Linked DNA regions of Sus scrofa: region 2 is linked to region 1. Evidence: chromatin contacts called from public Hi-C data. All regions are on one chromosome and are shown on one strand. The core of a region is the stretch at or near the end of the contact, and the rest is flanking DNA. Distances in the headings are between cores, read along the strand shown.

Region 1 (2,579 bases), core at 45-2,544:
GTGTGGAGAGTCCTTAGAACAGTTCACACATGTTACCTGTGTGCATATGTAATTAAGATAAGCTCAACCAGTCAGCGATAAGCTGCATCTGTGGTTACCTTGTACTTCCACCTTTAGAGAGATCATTAAACTTGTTCGTGGTGAGTTGGAGAACACAACCCTGTAATGATACTTGGCAGTAAGGACGCTTTGTTGTTATGAGCTGATCAAAAAGAAAGGTTTGCACAGTAAAAGGGGTCACTACCAATTAGATCAAGTACTTGATTAGAAAGAGCTACATTTTTATGAGGGAAATTCTTATTTTCCCCCAAAATGTTGAATCCTGCCAGTCAGGATCCTTTTTTCTTTTCCTTCCTTCTTTCTTTTCTTTTCTTTTCTCTTTTCTTCCTTCCTTTCCTATCCTTTCTTTCTTTCTTTTTCTTTCTTTTCTTCTCTTTCTTTCTTTTCTTTCTTCCATCCTTCCTTGCTTTCTTGCTTTATAGGGCCATACCTGCAGCATATGGAAACTCCCAGGCTGCAGGTAGAATTGCACCTGCCAGCCTACACCACAGCCACAGCAGGGTGGGATCCAAGCTGCATCTGTGACCTACACCACAGCTCATGGCAATGCTGGGTCCTTAACCCAATGAACAAGGCAAGGGATCGAACCTGCATCCTCATGGATACTAGTTGGGTATGCATTGTAACCCACTGAGCCACACGGGGAACTCCCCTTTTCCTGTCTTTCCATATCATGTGTTGTTATTATTTTATGGCCGTACTCACAGCATATAGATGTTCCTAGGCCAGAGACTGAATCCGTGCCACAGCAGCAGCAACACTGGATCCTTTAACCCAGTGCTCTGGGCTGGGGATTGAACCCCTGTGCCTCTGCAGCAACCTGAGCTGCTACAGTCAGATTCTTAACTCACTGCACCGTAGCGGGAACTCCCCATGTATTATTTTTTTAAAAGACATTCTTCAGACTTCTTTTTTGTGGGCCAGATTATTTGAATCCATTTGTTAATTTCCGTTGGGGCAGATGAGGCTTCAAAGAGCTCTGCCCTATTCAAGCTCTGATAGTCAAAATTGCCATTCTTTCTTTTCACATATTCATAGAATATGTGAATATCAGGGTCAAGTTCTCCTTTTAGGAAACAAAAACATCCTTTGTGTTGCATGGGAACCTCTGCCCTCCCATCATCATCCCTGAGTAATAGGAGGATGTCCATTGGTCCTCTCCAGTGAACCCCCCAAATGTGGAAGTCAGGACTGCCACTAACAGGACACAATGGAAAACCATCAGCTAACTCTGATTCATTATTCTGTAACCTTTGTATTGGCTCACCATTGTCATAGGAACCCTCCCAGTGAATATTCTACTAGTGAGGGCGTCAACTTCCTTCTCCTCCCGCGTGCTGCCTGGAGATTATATTTTGTCTTTCTGGTTAGGAATGGGGGTGTGTTTACTTGCCATCTGTCACACGGAGACTGTTGGCAGAAATGCTTGTTTAAAGAGGAGATGAATCAAGGTTTACTGGGTGTTAGCTTCGCACTTGATCTTCATCAGTCCGTCAATTAGTCATAACTATGTCTGTCACACCCTCACAGGTACAGTTGACACAAAATGAATTATTTCAAAATATATTCTATGTGATTTCTATATAGGATGTAGACATTATTCCCAAGGGGCATTGGTTTGGCAAGAAGGTTGGTTTAGCTAAGCTCCCTTTGCCTACTTTGTAGAGGCTTGGAATTTATTAAGGCTTGGATACTGATGATCATGTAGGTCAGGACTCAACATTTGTACAGGATTCACACTTACTAAGTTGTTTTATTCTTATTTGATCCATCTAGAGACTCTCTTATGCCTATATGATATTCTTTATAAGATATATGAGAAAACAAATACAACCAGAGCAACCTTTTTCTTTATATTTTAATGTTAGGTATATGTAAAGAAAATGGTATATAACACATAGAGGTTAAAGAATAGTTTTTCGTTGAACATCTTTTTGCTCCATCCTAACCCAACTCAATTCCTCTTCTTCTGATGCCATTTTTATCCTAACTTTTGTTAATTTATTTGCTTTCCTGTGGAGTTTTTTCATTTGTGTACTTAGGACTAGAATTGCTAGGTGAGGAGGTATGAACATCTTCAACTTTATTAGAAAACATCAAATGTTTTCCATAGTGACTGTACCAATTTGTACTCCTGCCAAGTGTATAAGAATTTCCATTCTCCACATCTTCACCAATGTTTTCGTCCAATGTTATTCTTGATTACTAACTGGACTGAACACTGTTCAATGTATATGTTACTTACATGTCCTCTTTTTAGAGTGCCTATTGACATTTTTTCCTGTTTTTCATTTTCTGTAGTTTTTAGGACCTATTCATATATATGTGTATTTTTAATCTTTATTTGTTTCAAGTATATTCTCCCACTCTGGCTAATCTTTTCTCTCTTGCTATGGCATATTTTGATGAGAAGTTCTCAATTTCAATATAGTCAAATGTATTAGATTTTTCTTTAATCATAGTGCTTTTTTGAATTTTAAATTCTTTCCTACCCCAAAGTTATAAAAATAGTATGCTAT
Region 2 (2,579 bases), core at 46-2,545, 120 kb before region 1:
TTTTGTTAGATTTCTCTCTCTCTTTCTTTTTTTTCTTTTGCCATGCCTGCAGCATGTGGAAGTTCCTAGGCCAAGGACTGAACCTACACCACAGCAGTGAGCCAAGCTGCTGTAGTGACAGTACTGGATCCTTAACGAACTGTGCCGCAGGGGAACTCATCTCTTTATGTCAATTCCTATAACCCTTTAAAATGAGTAGAATTAGTGATCTAATGTGATAATTTATTATGTATCCTTATTAATTCATAGAAAGCAATGGATTCCTGGACATTTTGTAGCTTGGCTTACAAAAGCTTTGTGTTTTGATGGTGCCTTGGACAAATGTCCACTGCGCGGTTGGAAGGAGGCACATCTGCTTGAGCTCTTCTGAACTCTAAGCAATGAGTTTGATGTATTTATCCTTAGTTATGCTTATTATAGAATAATAAGAAAGTAGAATAAGTAGAAAGGTTAATGGCTCCCTACTTTGTCCATAGATATATAAACATGCCCCTGTGACTTCAGGATCCTTTGAAGAAAACATCTGTGTGTGCAGTTATCATTACGCATAATTGTAGAAACCTAGGGGTTGGGAAGCTATAATGTTCCTACCTAGATCACCTGGCTTCATTTCTGTTCCAGATGAAAACAGAGTTCCAGAGAGATGAAGCGACTTTTTTCCCAAGGCCAAGTAGGTCGTTGCTACCAGAGCCAAGATTAGAACCAGGTCCCCAGCTTTCCTGTTTATATGCTTTCTCCTACAATGCTGTCATCCTGTTTGTGCTCTTTCAACTGCTCATGTACAATCATAGACCTTGTAGGTTCATGTTGCAAACTGCTCCCTTAGAGATCATCTAACTCTTTCACTCTGCACACAAGGACAGGGAAGCCCAGTGACTTTTAAGCGAACTGTGTAGAATCACAGAGGTTATAAATGTTGGGATGGAAACTAGAGACCAGATCCTCTGATGCCCAACCCAGGGCTCTTTCACCCAACCCTTGCAACCTCATCGATGGGTGCACCTTGGAGAGGTTTTAACTCTGAACCTAGATGCCTGTGAACTCAGTCATATAGCCCTCCTTTCTTCTGAGTCACACTATTGAAGAAAAAATAGTCGTGATGAAACCTCTACCTCCAGTTCTCACTGTGATTCTGTTGGTCCATGGCATATCTTTGTCTTGTACAGACGGAGTGAGAGCAGTGAATGAGGTGTTCCTGATGGAGAATTCTGTGGTCCTTTCCCAGCTGTGTATGTGTCTTTGTGTTTTGTCCACTAGAGGGGTGTGTGTACTCACAGACTGAGTCCCTGCCCGGGCTCCTTAGGGTTGGATTAGAGTGGAGACACCTAGAGGTGGAGTGAAAGAAATGCAGGTCTGGGCCAGGCACCACGTGGGAGTAACTGGAGACCTCAGTGGAAGCTGTGCTACTTGGAATTAGCAAAGGAAATCAAAGTATCCCTAGAAAATAGATTGCCAGGGTCCCAGAAATTCTTTATAGGTTAATGCCATACCAACTGATACTCAAGGAGGTGGCCTGCAGTGATATTATCATCTACTGATGATACACTGAGAAGCTGAAAGTTTGGATGTTCCCGTTGCAATTTTATCCTCTGCTCTTAGCTGCGATGAGTACCGTTGGTGTAATATATGCATAATGTCATGCCAGTCCTGATCTATGGCCCCTGTTCCAAAGGACATAATGAAGGCTGCCTTAGGGAGAGAGAGAGAAGATCTTTGAATATCCATTTGCACACAGGCAGCCTCTTCACACCTGAAGTCTATGTGCTGAGGTCCTAGAAAGACCAACGGATTCTTTCATCTTTAGTTAAGATGGTAGACCACAGTGGATCGAGATGCAATCTCAAGAAAAAGATGAGATACCCACTTCTCCTGTAGAGGGTATAGGTGGAGTGACTCTGGAGAAGTGTTGTGTTATTGAAAATAGTCAGTGGCTAATGTTTTGGACCATCAGAATTGAAACAAGGAAAGAAAGAGGGAGGGAGAGGAAGAGAAGGAAGGAGGGACAAGTCTGGGAGCTAGAGAGTTAGTGGTAGGCGTGAAAAAAGGAAGAAAAAGAAAACTTTAGACTTCCTTCTTCTTCCCACAGACACAGTTGTGGAAAATATTATTTCAGGTCTTTGCCTGCCTTGCCTGAACAATTGCCCTGGGTGGCAGAGTTCATCTCAGGGCACTTCCAAGGACCTGGGCGTCCTTACCTCCATTCTTTCTCTCTGCTTAGAGAAAGTCTAGGAGGCCTGGGAAGATCTTGATAACATGCTACATCTGAGCAGATCAGTATCTTTCTTGCATCTATTTAAATAACACCTAGTGTCCCCAGAAGGTGTTTCTGTCACTTGAGGCTGGATGACCTCCTGGGGGTATTTACCTGATGAATGTTGGCTCTATTTTCCCCACTTTTTCATGCTCTGACCTGCCAACCTCATGGATTTCTTAATGGCCTGTCCTTCTGATGCTCAAGCAGTTGCCTCGAGGAGGTGGCCTGCAGTGATATTATCATCTACTGGTATGAAGCTCACATGGGGCTGTGTCTGATATGGGTATTTCCTGACATAGGCACTTGGCATTGTGCACTCCATTCA

Evidence for each region. Hi-C and Micro-C count contacts between places; a contact is called where the count stands out from the background.
Region 2: a contact with region 1 is called in a Hi-C map of alveolar macrophages, with 2.1 times the contacts expected there. The contact joins two enhancer-like sites. A contact is called at or near these places in 8 of 47 Hi-C or Micro-C datasets (alveolar macrophages, embryonic fibroblasts, epiblast stem cells and 3 more) and 1 of 2 datasets of contacts at active chromatin or transcription factors (alveolar macrophages).

What each region holds. Positions count from the first base shown.
Region 1 is chr1:136,961,861-136,964,439 of Sscrofa11.1, reverse strand. All of the region lies in intron 6 of FMN1 (formin-1), which reads left to right. Among named protein-coding and RNA genes, the nearest start is that of FMN1, 200 kb to the left of the region's middle. Within about 2 kb of position 1,294, at least 5 of the 83 cell types and tissues checked have an H3K27ac peak or open chromatin away from gene starts, as enhancers often do. A contact at or near this core is called in alveolar macrophages, where this site is marked.
Region 2 is chr1:137,077,832-137,080,410 of Sscrofa11.1, reverse strand. The region is part of intron 4 of FMN1 (formin-1); the gene reads left to right. Among named protein-coding and RNA genes, the nearest start is that of FMN1, 84 kb to the left of the region's middle. Within about 2 kb of position 1,295, at least 3 of the 83 cell types and tissues checked have an H3K27ac peak or open chromatin away from gene starts, as enhancers often do. A contact at or near this core is called in alveolar macrophages, where this site is marked.